Regions from separate parts of the Mus musculus genome. Here regions 1, 2 and 3 are each linked to region 4. Evidence: chromatin contacts called from public HiChIP or PLAC-seq, Micro-C and promoter capture Hi-C data. All regions are on one chromosome and are shown on one strand. Each heading gives the region's core, a stretch centred on a gene start, on an enhancer-like site or on the middle of the called end of the contact. The rest is flanking DNA. Distances are from core to core; before and after follow the strand shown.

Evidence for each region. Promoter capture Hi-C pulls out the DNA fragments that hold promoters and counts their contacts. Hi-C and Micro-C count contacts between places; a contact is called where the count stands out from the background. HiChIP or PLAC-seq counts read pairs in DNA pulled down with a chosen protein or histone mark.
Region 1: a contact with region 4 is called in a promoter capture Hi-C map of hippocampal neurons, with 5 times the contacts expected there. The contact joins the enhancer-like site here to the promoter of Foxo3 in region 4. A contact is called at or near these places in 11 of 39 promoter capture datasets (the 3T3-L1 cell line, 3T3-L1-derived adipocytes, the C10 cell line and 7 more), 1 of 15 datasets of contacts at CTCF or cohesin (the NIH/3T3 cell line), 1 of 484 Hi-C or Micro-C datasets (CD4 T cells) and 14 of 115 datasets of contacts at active chromatin or transcription factors (the SCID.adh cell line, astrocytes, cardiomyocytes and 11 more).
Region 2: an H3K27ac HiChIP or PLAC-seq map of thymic regulatory T cells shows a contact between it and region 4, with 4 times the contacts expected there. The contact joins the enhancer-like site here to the promoter of Foxo3 in region 4. A contact is called at or near these places in 1 of 39 promoter capture datasets (hippocampal neurons), 1 of 484 Hi-C or Micro-C datasets (the G1E-ER4 cell line) and 2 of 115 datasets of contacts at active chromatin or transcription factors (embryonic stem cells and thymic regulatory T cells).
Region 3: a Micro-C map of embryonic stem cells shows a contact between it and region 4, with 8 times the contacts expected there. The contact joins the promoter of Sobp here to the promoter of Foxo3 in region 4. A contact is called at or near these places in 1 of 39 promoter capture datasets (hippocampal neurons) and 1 of 484 Hi-C or Micro-C datasets (embryonic stem cells).

What each region holds. Positions count from the first base shown.
Region 1 is chr10:41,677,239-41,680,670 of GRCm38.p6, reverse strand. It overlaps Ccdc162 (coiled-coil domain containing 162), which reads left to right. Exons shown (of 48, transcript NM_001358562.1): 7 at 317-455; 8 at 1,774-1,931. Among named protein-coding and RNA genes, the nearest start is that of Mir3473b, 8.2 kb to the right of the region's middle. Within about 2 kb of position 1,715, at least 78 of the 459 cell types and tissues checked have an H3K27ac peak or open chromatin away from gene starts, as enhancers often do. A contact at or near this core is called in the SCID.adh cell line, embryonic stem cells, forebrain and 1 more, where this site is marked.
Region 2 is chr10:41,286,900-41,290,359 of GRCm38.p6, reverse strand. All of the region lies in intron 1 of Fig4 (FIG4 phosphoinositide 5-phosphatase), which reads left to right. Among named protein-coding and RNA genes, the nearest start is that of Fig4, 15 kb to the left of the region's middle. Within about 2 kb of position 1,394, at least 76 of the 459 cell types and tissues checked have an H3K27ac peak or open chromatin away from gene starts, as enhancers often do. A contact at or near this core is called in embryonic stem cells and thymic regulatory T cells, where this site is marked.
Region 3 is chr10:43,172,796-43,176,114 of GRCm38.p6, reverse strand. It overlaps Sobp (sine oculis binding protein), which reads left to right and starts at 1,585. Exons shown (of 7, transcript NM_175407.3): 1 at 1,585-2,139. The coding sequence starts at 2,044. 9030612E09Rik (RIKEN cDNA 9030612E09 gene) reads right to left here and starts at 1,416. Exons shown (of 1, transcript NR_102361.1): 1 at 1-1,416.
Region 4 is chr10:42,275,104-42,278,435 of GRCm38.p6, reverse strand. Foxo3 (forkhead box O3) reads left to right here and starts at 1,741. Exons shown (of 4, transcript NM_001376967.1): 1 at 1,741-1,910; 2 at 2,891-3,332. The coding sequence starts at 3,003.

The sequences.
Region 1 (3,432 bases), core at 466-2,965, 600 kb after region 4:
AATGAGATCTGACTCCCTCTTCTGGAGTGTCTGAAGACAGCTACAGAGTACTCACATAAATAAATAGCTCTTTAAAAATAAATAAATAAATAAATAAATAAACCTGGGTCTTTCTCCTCACACCCTGAGCACCTGTGCTTTCCCACTCAAGTCCATGACCACTGTGGGGAAGAGGAAGTGTTTCCTGGTTGGTGGCAGCTGGGTCTCCCAGCTCCAGCCTCTCTCATGGGGAAGGTTTCTGAAGTTTCAGCCCTGTCTCCCTCCTTCTCTGTCGCAACCTAGGCTGACCTGTGCCCGCTCGGGTCTGTCTCTCTAGGCACTCCAGTATCTGCCCATCTCCAGGGTGCTGAGCCTAGCTGCTAAGCAAGTCTCTGGATCTAGTGAGGAAGATGGCAAAGCCTGTGTCACTGACCTTCACGCTGCATCCCCTGGTCCTCTGGGTCCCCATGTTTCAGGTAAGAGCCTGGCCTTTACTAGCGTAGAGCAGGGGGCCGTGATTACTGTGACATAGTGTTTCTATTTCTGCAACAAACCATGATGACCACAAAGCAAGCTGGGGAGGACAGGGTTTATGCTTCCACATTGCTCAGTGTTGGAGGCAGGACAGGAACTCGGGAAGGCAGGATCCTAGAAGCAGGAGCTGATGCAGAGGCCGCGGAGGGGCACTGATTACTGGCTTGCTGCCCATGGCTTGCTCAGTCTGCTTTCTTTTTATTTATTTATTTATTTTGGAATACCCAAATCAAGGCATTTTTTAAAAAAGATTTTATTCATTATATGTAAGTATACTGTGGCTGTCTTCAGACACACCAAAGGAGGGCATCAGATCTGATTATGGATGACTATGAGCCATCATGTGGTTGCTGGGATTTGAACTCAGGACCGTCGGAAGAGCAGTCAGTGCCCTTAACTGCTGAGCCATCTCTCCAGCCCCTCAGTCTGCTTTCTTACAGCACCTAGGACCACCTGCTCAGGGATTGCACCATCCACGATGGGCCAGGCCCTCCTCATTAATCACTAATAGCTGGATCTTATGGAGGCACTTTCTCAATTGAGGTTCCCTCATTTCAGATAGCTTTAGCTTGTGTGGAATTGACATAAGACTAACTGGAAAGGCCTGTTTGGACCACTGTCTTCCTATATGCCAAAGTCACATCTTTGTAATAAGTTGTAATTTGATAGTAATATTTTTTGATGAAAGACAGTAGCCATGACTGTAGACATTTTGTCTCCATCTTTACAACTAGTAGGTTAAGAGGCAAGTGGACTGGCTTCCAGGCCTGTTTCTGTCACCCTGGTCCTGCATATCACCTCCTTACGCCTCAGTTTACCCATTGCCATACCAATCCTTCCCGGTGAAATGATTTCTGAGACTTGGTTCAGGTTTTCTGTTACACAGCTGCCAGAGAATTTAGTCGTCAGGATCAATTTCGGTCTCTCTGCTCTTCTTTTGTGTTCCGGAGAACTGAGAAGTCGGGTCAGGTTTCTGCCGAGTGCCCTTGAGTGACATTCCCGTTGTATACAGAATATCCCAGGAGCTCTAGCGGGTTTCTCCTGAGGGCTGTGAGATCATTGAGAGTACTTGCACCTCCCCAGGAAAGCTTATGGGGGCTGGGTGGCAAAAAAGGTGCAGGCTTGCCTGGCACAGGGTCAGGGGAGAACAAAACGGCTCCCCACCAGCAGAGGGCCTGCTTCCAACTCTCTCCAAGGCCATCTGCTGTCTCTGCCGCCTCCCACTCACTGGTCGCGCTCTTGATTTTGGATATTTTTCAGGGTCAGGGAGAACAGATGCTGCGTTTGTCTTGCCTCAGCACGTGACAGACAGGGATGATCTAAAACCTCAGCTGAGGCGCCTCCTCTCACATTTCCACATCCCAGACGATGTGCAAAAGCTGAGCGACTCAGCCAAAGAGATGGGACTCTTTTCCTCGGTACACAATGCATTCTTACTATAAATACAGGAGGTTGGAAGAAAGGCTTAGTATTTGCTACAAAGTTTCTCGTTTGTTTGTTTGAGACCAGATCTCATATAGCATGGGCTGGCTTCAAAGTAGCTGTGTAGTGGAGGGTGACCTTGAACTCCTGATACTCCTGTCCCCCCCCCCCCCTTGAGTTTCTTGATTAGGTGTGTGTAGCCACACATGACACAAAGCTGTTTCTTTTTTCTGCCAATGCTTTTTTCTAGAGTAATAATATACAATGTAATAAGCCATCTTCCTGTTGGGAAGAGCCTCCTTTCTGTAAGAAGAACAAGACCTGATGATAGCTAAGCCTAAGGGATTTTACCTTTTGGGTTTTTCCCCCTGTAGGTTTTAGAGACACAGTAGGAGGATATGGGCTGAAGAAGATATACATGTGCCCAGGGTTAGACAGACATCCTGGGAGAGTTGTCAAGCATCTACAGCCCAGAGTCTGAGATGGGACTGCAGTATGTTTTGTTTGTGTTTTGGTTGCAATATTCTTTTTTTCCTTTCAATTATTTATTTATTATATGTAAGTACACTACTGTAGCTGACTTCAGACACTCCAGAAGAGGGCATCAGATTTCGTTACGGATGGTTGTGAGCCACCATATGGTTGCTGGGATTTGAACTCAGGACCTTTAGAAGAGCAGTTGGCGCTCTTAACCGCTGAGCCATATCACCAGCCCTGGTTGCAATATTCTTGACATACTGGATAAGGTTCTACCCACTGGGACTCACTGTGTCCTGAATGATGCGGCTGGATGCAGGCCTGGCCTCTTCCACTGTAAATCCTGCTGCCTTCCAACAGGAAACCTCATAGTAGCAGAAGCCAGATTAAAATTACTTTCAGAGGGAAAGATGAGGCAGTGGATACAGAACTTCAGAGTTATAACTTAAAACAACAACAACAACAAAACAACAACAACAACAACAACGGTTTCAGCAGTGAGCTATCTTGTTAGCCCTAGTTGTAAATTATTTGCAAGATAAAAATCAGCTGGGTGACCTGATCAGGCTCAAATCTAACCTGGGTGGACTTGAATGACCTCGGGATGGGAAGTTGCTACTTTGTCTCCCCATCCCCACCACCGGTGGCTCCCTGGCCCCGCCCCCTGCCAGTGCTGGGGGCGGAGCTCACTTAATAGCATACTGACCATGAAGATCCACTTGGATTTGTTTTTGTGCCAACATCATTTACAGGACTGTGTTTTTGGTCTGTAACCCTTAAGCCCACGCGATCTCATTCCTCTGGATTTTTGGAAAATCGTGTAGCTTTGCCTCCCCCCCTCCCCCTCCCCTCCCCCTCCCCCTCCCCTCCCCCTCCCCCCTCCCCCTCCCCCTCCCCCTCCCCCTCCTCCTCCTTATAGGATTTTGTGTAGCTCAGTGTTCTAGTTATAATGGTCCTACTATTGCTGTGACGAAACACCAAGACTAAAAGCTACTTGGATGGACAGGAAAGAGTTTATTT
Region 2 (3,460 bases), core at 145-2,644, 990 kb after region 4:
TATTTATTAATTATTCTCCAGAAAAATAGTCGTAGGTCTACCGCTGGTGAGTGTGAGCTCTTCAACCGTGGGTTCTGGGCCAGATCTACAGCAATCGAGCCAGACAGCAGTGGGTTACCCCATTCTTGCCACTATTGCAGCCATGGCATATGGAGAGGGGTGGGAGGGTAGGGGTGAGCAGGAAGTGAGGAGAGGGATCAATAACTCTAAGGATGTTTGAAAAAGCTGTATAAAATCTATTTTATAAGATATGTATATGAAATATATATAGTTATATAGTTATATACGAATCAAGAATATAAATATATATGCATTTAATTGGAGTTATCTTATACAGTTATCTGTTCCTCTCAGAATCCCTAAGTTGCCAACTAAGCAGAGCGGCAGGTATTGGGTCCCCAGAGCTGTTGGTCAGAGCTGGCTGCAGACCCCTCAGTGCAGGATTTTTCCTTCTGTTCAGCAGAACTTGTTGGTTAGACCCTGTCGCTGAGGGAAGACAGCACACACATTGGTCACAGAACATAGAAAAAGTCAAGTTGGTTCTGAGCAGTAAGCTCTCCCCTGCTGGCTGGCTTTCATAGCAGTAGAAAGTACTGTGTAGGCTACTAGAGGTGTGGTGGGGTGGGGGTCACCATTGTCTAACCAGCTGTGAACCCCGTAAATGACAACAATAACTGGCAAGACAAGGTATGTCATCTTAGTCTTGGTTTTTAGTTTGAATCTTGCTTTTTTTTCTTCAGAAACATGTGCCGACTTTGTGTTTGTTTTTGTTTTTTTTTTGTTTGGTTTCTTTTTTTTTTGTGGAGGGATGAGAGTGATGTCTTCTTTTATTTTTATTTTATTTTTTTAAATTTTTTTGGTTTTTCGAGACAGGGTTTCTCTGTGTAGTCTTGGCTGGCTTCGAACTCAGAAATCCGTCTGCCGCTGCCTCCCAAGTGCTGGGATTAAAGGCGTGCGCCACCACTCCCGGTCGTTCTTTTATCTTCTAGTACTCTGGGGTCCATGGGACCCCAATCTGTTTCTGCTGGAGGCTCATTCATGTAAATCGTTTCTCTTCTTGGGTAAGCCTTTCCATTTGCAGTTATTCTTCTGCTTCCTCCCGTGGGGAGATCCGTCTTGAGTGGTGTTATCCAGTATGCCACAGTGTGAGTTTGCGTGGCCACAGAATTGCTGTATTCAACAAGAAGAACACGGGACTGAGTGGGAACAGCTCTTTCTGGAAAAATTACCTCTCTTTTTTAAATTAAAAAAATCAAATTAGTACTAGAGTGGATTTTGGCTAGCCATCAGAGGGCAGTGTAGACAGTGATTCTCACCGTCCCCACGCCGGTCAAAGCCTCAGAGCAGTCTCCACACGAGGGCGCTATTCTCCGCACAAATTCTTTTAAGGGACCATTTCTGAGGGCAGAGCCTGTGGATAGTCACATGACTTCCCGTCCCTGTTAGGGCCCACTCTCCCTGCTCTCCCTGTGAGAGCCTGCTGCCTGTGAGGGTCTTCTCTATGTAGGGCCTGCAGTGAGGGCCTGCTCTCCCTGTGAGGGTCTGCTATCTGCAAGGGAACACTCTGCTCAGTGTGTTAGGGGCTCTGTGAGCATCTTCTGGCTTCATCTTGTTTTTGCTATGAACATAACAATCCCTTTCGTGCCTTTTCTTGCTAGTCGCTCTCCTGGGCGTTCTTTATCATCATGACCTCAGTAAGGTGGCTCCCTTTCTGGTAACAAGAATAAATAGCTTGCAAACCATTCTTTCTAATTTATTTGGTTGGCTGTTTTATCAGATTGGTCACCCCCTCCTCTAGGCAGTGAGTTGGGGCTCGTGGCTGACATTCTGAGTTTCTTTCCCTCAGTTTCCCTCTCTGTCTGGCTGTTCCCCCAGTGCCTAGAGTCCTGTTACTGCATTCCCCAACTTTGTTTTCTAATTGTTATTAAAATCACTTTATTCCTACCTCCTTACTACTGACAGTGTCAAGGAAACCCTGCCTATTCTAGGATACCAGGGGCTAAGCACTTCAGCTAGTTATCTTCTAACTGGTATCAGCCAGCATATAGGTTTGTTTTTCATAACCTGTGGGTAGATCAGACCTTTATAAACAAAGTCATTGTTGCTTAGCAACAGGATACATTCTGAGAAATGTGTCGTTAGATGAGTTTCACTGCAAACATAATAAAAAAAAAACCACTTACCCAAACTAAGACATAGTTATGTTGCTATTAGACAATGCAATCTTATGTCCCCATGGAACATGAGGAACATCTTTAACAAGATGTTATTATTGCTGTATTATTATGTGACACATGTACACTTAGTAAAAGCTTCAGTGAGTTTTATTTATCCTACAGATTTAGATAGAAAACATTGTAACAGAATTCTGCATACTGTTATTTCTTAGAATTGTACTCATTCTTGAAGTCCAAATGCTAGACTCTTCCATCATTGTATACAGCTCCAGCTCCTTCTTCAGTCTCATCTGCTTTGGCTTCCAATGGCGGATGCTTTCCAGCTTGACCTTTGACATTGTCCAGCAGACAGCTGTATGTAGTGTTTAGTTGGTTTACATCTGCACATTGCGTAACCGGTGACATGGTAAAATGCTGGCTGACTATGGCAGTATCTTCTCACTTTTTTTAAATGGGTTATTTTATTTATTTACATTTCAAAAATATTACTTTTTAAAGGACATGTTTAAGCAAAATATCTTTACAGTATTTACTTTTGATAATGAGATTTTACTTATCTTCTTTAAAGTAATTTAAGAATAATTGAATTAAGGAGATAGCTTGGCAGAGTGTGTGCTTAGCATGTATGGGGCTCTTGGTCTGATTCTTAGCACTACCCAAAAATAAAGCAGTCCACTTAGTTTTGCTTATGAACTTTATGTTTAAAAAAAGGATTGTTGTGGGAAATATCAAAAAATGAAACTGTCATGTTGCTGTGTTTGTGCCGGCAACTCTCTGCCCTGGTGGCCTGGCCGGCAGTAGCCGGACGGTCTTTATCTCATGGAGACTCTGACTCAAAGCACCAAAATCTCTTTACCCAGCTTGCTGGGTTCCCACTGGTGGGTCCTTACCACACCAACCCCATGCTTCCAATCCCCCACGGCCTTTGTGGTACACATCAGGCAAACCCACGCTTTGCCGCCATACTTTTCTCTCTGGAACCCTGATGATCTGCTGTGTGAAAGAAAACACAACACAAATACAAACAACAGTAACTCACTCACTGGGCGCAACAACTAAAATCCTAATCTTGTAAGCCTTATTAAATCTAAATCCTCCGGTGCCGAATCCTGACAGATCCGCCATTGAAACTGGGAGACACTCGTAGCTACATCTTGTCCTCACGCTATCCCTGCCCAGAAAGGACCTAACTCTCTCCTGTTTCCTGTCTTCCTCCGTCTAACCTGGAAGTCCCCCCTACTGGCCCAGTGATTGGCTCCTTTATTCATTAGGGGATTGAATAT
Region 3 (3,319 bases), core at 336-2,835, 900 kb before region 4:
TAGAAGTTCCCACAGGCCTTCTGCATGGCTTCGGGTACACAGGTACTTTCCCTCGCACCCCCAGCACACGAAAGAGAAGATGCTTTCCAGGGTACCCTCCCAAATATTTGTACGAAACACATTATGCTAAAATGCAAAAACAGGCCTCATAGGGTTGTTCAGCCCTGCAGAGTACGCTCCCAGATATCTGTAATTCTATGCTTAAAGAGACAAAACCATGCTAAAATGCAAATTAGGCAAGGCAACACTCAGAATGAACCCCACTTGATAGGCCGAACTGAGATTTTAATGAAAAGCTTACTCATACCCCCACACCGAATTCATTCTATCTCTTAAGGACTTAAAAATGTGTAATTTTAAATTCCACCACTGTCATAATGAACACTCCGTAATAACAAGCCGGGGAACAATGGACACCCCCATATCACATTGTGTCAGGTAATTACAAAGTGGAGCGGCGCGGGAAAGCTGAACTGGGAACGTCTAGGTGTCGTTCCTTTGCAGTGTGTGTAGGAGATTTTCAGAGCTGTGTGTTGTCTCTGGAGCCTCATCAAACGGTTCACGCTGATACCTCAACCCAAAAGACAGGGACAGGCGCAGCCGACCTTGGTCCAGGGCGTGGACAGAGGCGGCCCAAGAGGAAACACGTGAGCGCATGGAGGATGAGCTGGGCTTTGGAACCAGCAGATGCGAGTCTGGTGGAAGAGTGTGGAACCTGATGGAGAGGAGAGGGTCCTGTCGTGCGTGGCGAGGGCGTGGGGCTTCTGGGGGGAGGGATCCTGAGCGCACAACAGTACCCACTAAGCCCAACCCTTCCCATTAAGCACAGGGCACGGTGAGGGTGCAAGCCGGGTCACCGGGTAAAGATGCTACTTTGTAACAGAGCATAAGCTTGCGTTTGGGGCAGAGGGGGAAGGGAGACAGAAAGAGAAAGAAAATCAGGGAGCTGGAGGCTGAGTTGTCCTACTTCGAAGTCCTTCTCAGGAAGGCAAAAGCTTCCTGGCAAACAGTCTGACGGCGCGCTGTGCTGGAGACCCCTCTAAGCGACATTCAGCCTCCACACAGCCTGCCGTAGTCTTCGGAGCAGGACACTGGTGCCTGAGCGGTGGGTCCGGTCTGTGTTTCCCTCCGCTCCCGGGCGCTGCAACCCCGGAGCCGAGTTCTCGCTCTGCCTTCAGGTCCCTGCGCCCTTTCAGCGCTCCACCTCCACCCTTCACCCCGCTATGTTTTGCCTCAGCGGCCTCTAGGTCATCCTCAGAAGCCAACTCTGAGCCCACCGGAGCCCACGTCACGGAGCTCGGGAGCAGGAGGGGTCGTCGCGGGGAGGTGGCGGCTCCGAGTAGGGCCGGTGCCCGCCGCCCAGGAGCAGGCGGCCGCCAGCAGCCCCCGGAGCCGCGCAGCATCCGCGTCTACAACGACCGGGAAGCCACGCCCGCTCGCGAGCGGGGGGCTGGCCTTGTCCCCCCCACCCCCAGCCTCCCCTCCCTCGGACCCCTCCCCGCTCAGTCCCTCCCTCCGCCCGCGGCTCGGCTCGCGGGAGGCGCTGGGCGCCGGGGCTGGCGCGCTCTCCCGGGCGCACACACAGATCCACGCACGCACGCCCAGAGCAGCTGTCTCCGCCGTGGCCGGCGCTCCTCTCGCCCATGCGGACAGACAGAGCTCAGGAAGATGGCTGACGACTCCTTCGGGCCCCGAGGATGCAGCCCGGCGGCGGCGGGAGCGGGAGCGGCGGCGGCGGCACCGGCAGCGGCGGCAGCAGGAGCGGCGGCGGCGACGGTAGGAGCGGCGGCGGCGGCATCCCCGAGACTCCCCGGGCTACCCTTCCCCGTGACGGCCACTGACGGTCTCCGCCGCTAGAAGAGACCCCGCTCCTCCCTCGCCTGTTCCACCCCCACCCCCAGCCCCGGACCCGCTAGCACCGCTACCTCCGCCAGCGTTGCCACCATCAGCACCACCTCCACCTCCGCCACCGCCACCGCCACCACCACCACCGCCGGCGGCGGCAGCAGCCATTTCATCTCCACAGAAACCAGACACAAAAACATGGCAGAAATGGAGAAAGAAGGGAGACCTCCGGAAAATAAAAGAAGCCGGAAACCCGCTCACCCTGTGAAGAGGGAGATCAACGAGGAGATGAAGGTATTTTCGGACTCGGAGGCCGGGGAGACCGAGCTCTTTATTCCGTCCGCTCCCTTCGGGCTGTTGTGTAGGCTGCGGGGGGGGGGGGGGGGGACAGGGGCGCGCTTGTCAGTTTCTGCTGGGTCCCTGGGACGCCTCAGCTCCCCCTCCAGGTGCAAAACCGAGGCCAACTCATGGGCTGCATCTCCGAAGTCTGCCAACCTCAGATTTGATGGGGGCGAGGGGGGGGGGATACTATTTAACCTCACAAACCCTAGACTGGTACAGATGTTGCCGGGCGAGGGCACTGAACCCCAGTGGCGAGTGAGCATGGTGCAGTGGCTTTCCTGATGGTCGGTGTAGTATTTCTCCCTTTTTCGGAAATGAATCTCCGGACCCCTCCAAAGTTAAGAGCTGCCGGACCGGGGCACCCGGGATACCTGGATTCCACCCCTCTTCCCGGTCCATCCCCAGGCTCGGTGATCCCGCTTTGCTCCAACTCGCCGGCTGCGGCGGTGTAGCTGTCAGTGGCGGAGGCTTGGGCCGGAGCGGCGCGGGTCAGGGACGCTGCAGCCAGCGGGCTCGCCTCGCCGTCCCCGGCCGCTCCTCTCTGCTTCTGCCCCGGGTCTCCCGCTCGCCTCTGCACGCCTCACTTTCCAGTTAGCAGACCCGGCAAGCCCGGCTGAAAGCCAGCTGTCTGAGGGGCGGCCTCCGCTGCCGCCTGCCCATTGTTCGCGAAGGCCAGCCCCGAGTCCTCTCTGCGAGGCCGGGCGCCCTGCCAGGCCAGCGGTGCTCCAGAGGTGGCGAGCGCAGCCTCCTGGCGCTCCAGCTGTTCGCGTAGAAACCCAAGAACACGGCTCAGCCTGGACTCTTCTGTCACCCCCACTTCTTTATTTTCCTCAAAGTTGTGTGTTTTGCCTGGCGAGGATTTTATCTTGTGTGTGCATTATGAGTTTCTTGATTTGAAAAAGAAATCACTTTACGTACATAGATTTGTTTCTATGATATTAAAATATGTAAGGCTTGTTTTTCGCGTTTCTTGGCGTTCTCCACTTCTGTCTGCATGGAATCTTCAATACAGTCAGGTGACTTGGTCAGCTTTGGTTAAGTTTGTATTTGAAAGGCAAACTGGTTAAAATGGTATGGGACTAATTCACTGTTATTGCGGCTTGGGCATCTTCTTGGTTATAGCAAGCGTATT
Region 4 (3,332 bases), core at 492-2,991:
TACGGGCCAGCCTGGCTTCCTTGCAAACAGCGCCCGGGGAGGCCGCGGCAGCGCGGGCCTCGCCGCGTCCCTCCGCCGACGCGGGCGGCCCCACGCGCCAGCCGTTCAGCCAGCCCCACATTCCATCTCAAAAATAACACACACGTGTGCTGGTAAACAAGCGCGCCAGCCGCCGGGGCTGCGCGTCCCGGGCGAGCCCGTGCAACGCGCCCCCTCCTCCCGCACGTGCCGCCGGGCTCCGCCCACGGGCTTTGCGCAACCAGGCTCCGCCCCTCCCGTCTCGCCAGGGCCCTGGGGTCCTAGAGCCCGCCGTGCTAGCAAGCTGGCCTCGCCGAGGTTCTCAAAGTTTCTCGCCCTGATAGAGCGTGCGGCTCAGATCCGCTCCCTACCTCCTTTCCCTCCTCCCTGCACAGTCCTCCTCTAGTCCTCCCGCTGTCTGCGCGGCGAAGGCTGCCACTCAGCGCGCCTTCGCTCTCCCTCCCCTCTGTCCTTGCAATTTTACTCGATTGTTTATTATTTGCTGGGGGCGGGGGCGAAGAGGAGCGAGAGGCGTCTGGAGCCCAGAGACTGGCGGCGGCGGCCAGTCAGCGCTCGGCGTGGCTTGACGAGGAAGCCGCGCAGCGAATGGCGATGCGGCGCAGGGCTCCGGGGTCACGCGCGTGTAGAGACAATGACATCATCTGTTTGTACGCGTCGAACTAGCTTGGTGCAGGGGCGGGGGCCTCACGTCACTTGAGTGACGGATCACGCGTAAAGCCTGGAGGCCGGAGTTCCGGGGTGGGCGGCCTCTGCAGGCTCTTTTAGGCTGGCTCTTTTGGGGTATTGGGTTGTTGCGGAGCCCAGACTTTAGCTGCAGAGACCGAGAGGGTTTTGTTTGGAAAGATACGTATGAACCAGAATGCATGGTAGACTTTTGGTATGCATGTCGCGTGTGGCGCAGAAAAGCACACAGTACGGCCGGGAGGCACGGATCGTGGGATAAGGGATTGTGAAGGTGCGATCTGAAGTCTATAGACTTAGAAAAGTCAAGCACGTAATCAGCTGCTTTAGCATAAGAAAACTGTTGCCCGCTTCCAGTTAGCTATCTTCTGCTCCTGCGTTCAGGACTGGGGCGCACTGCACTTTTCTTCCTGAGTTGCACTTTTCCCACTTAGCCTTAAAATCCGTGAAAAGCGAAGCACGACTGTCGCCGGGTGTCCCAGGTGAGGGTCCAGTGACACACCTTTCGGCGCGATCTTCGCCGGCCAGTGTTTCCACGCCCAGGTAACCCTTGTCACCTGCGGCTGCCGGCTTAACCCGGGTGTTCCCTGGTGTCAGGTTCTAATAAGGAACCCGATACTGGGGCGGGCTCCGACCCCACGCACCCACGGGCAGGCCACGGGCCCACGAGCCAAACGCAGGGCCCAAGGCTGAGAGCGCGGGGCGGCGCGCAGTGGTGTGTTGTCTGACCTGGCCTCCCGTCCCGGGCCAGCGTGGCCGCTGAGGTCCCCAGGAGAGCGCGGGACCCCAACCGGGAGGGCTGCGGAGCCGGCCGAGTCCCGACCCGCGCGCGCCCGCCCCCATTCCCGCAGCCCCGCGCAGGCGCGAGGGCGCACACACGCGCACTCCCACACGCACGCACAGCAGCCCTCCCGGCCCCCGCCCCAGCCCTCCCCCTGGGCGGGGACCCGCCCCGCCGTCATCCTAGGTTGAGGCTCCCTGTGAGTGGCTATAACTTTGTGCTGCTGCCGCGGCCGCCCTGCTCGTGGAAGGGAGGAGGAGGAATGTGGAAGGCGGCGGCGCAGCACAGGCTGACAGGCGGTTCCTCCGGCGGGCTGCGGCGGCGGCCCGAGAGTCCCCTCGTCGCGGTGCCCTGGGCTCGCGCGGAATCGTACGCCCTCCCGCCTCGTTCCTGAAGGGAAGGAGCCGAGGTAGGCGCCGGAGCTTTGCAACGGGGCGGCCGCCTTTCCAGTGACTCCGGATCTGTTTCCGAGCTGGGCCAGGCGCTTCCCTTTCCCTCCCCGTGACTCGGTGTGCTCCCCCCCTTCTCTCCCGCTAGTGTCTTTAAAGGACTTGAGGGAAGGGGGAACTGTCAAGATGGCAGCAGCGGGAGCAAGGAGGTGATGAACGGTGCTGGTCCGGGTTTTCATGCAGTCCGAGAGATTTGGCGCTTCCCGACCTGTTGGAAGATTTATGTTCCCACTTGCTTCCTCCTTCCCGTTTCTGACCTGGAAGGGGGCGGAGGGCCCCACGTCCCCAAGAAAATACATCTCAGATCTTCTTAGTCCTGCGGGGTCGGCCCTCTCTCTCTCTCTCTCTTGTTGGAAGTGATCTTGGCAGGTCTGCACCCAGACCCCCACGCTCTCCCTGCTGGTCCGCGGGCGGAGAGGAAAAGACGGGAGTTGCCCGCGCCAGCCCTAGGGGGCCTCTCGCCTGGGAGGGGTGGGGGGGATCGCAGGGCTGGGGAGCGGGAGAAGAGCCCAGGACTCTGCTGACTTGCCCTGCGCCTCCGCGGGAGGCACTTGAGCGAGCCAGAGCCAAACATAAACAAACGCACGCACGCACGCTCGCCCTCCGACCACTGCGGAGCTGTTGGGGTCCGGAGGCCGCCCACACTTAATGGCGCGGCCACCCCTCCCCCGGGACGCCCCTCCCCCCTCCGCCCCGCCATCTAGTCCGGGAGAGACCTGCGGTTCTGGCGACGGCAGCGGGGGAGGGGGCTGCCCCGCGCGGGGCCGTCGATTCGCTCGCGTCTCCCGGGCGGCCAGGCCAGGGGGCGGCGTCTGCTGCGCCAGGTTCGCGGGACGCACGTCCCCAGGTCTATCCGTTCTAGGTGGCGGCCGCGGGCGAGGAGTCTCCGCGGACTAGGCTCCAACACAGGATAACCAACTCTCTCTTCGCGCTTCCCTAGGTAGCTGGAGCTCGAACCTTCGCGGTGCCCCGTTCCTCCCCCGCCGCACCCAGCCTGGGCTCGAGAGGAGAGAGCAAGAGCCCAAGCCGCGGGCGGCGGGCAGGCGGCGAAGATGGCAGAGGCACCAGCCTCCCCGGTCCCGCTCTCTCCGCTCGAAGTGGAGCTGGACCCAGAGTTCGAGCCACAGAGTCGGCCACGCTCCTGTACGTGGCCCCTGCAGAGGCCGGAGCTGCAGGCGAGCCCGGCCAAGCCCTCGGGGGAGACGGCCGCAGACTCCATGATCCCCGAGGAGGACGACGATGAAGACGACGAGGACGGCGGCGGCCGAGCCAGCTCGGCCATGGTGATCGGTGGCGGCGTGAGCAGCACGCTGGGTTCCGGGCTGCTCCTCGAGGATTCGGCCATGCTGCTGGCTCCAGGAGGGCAGGACCTCGGGTCGGGG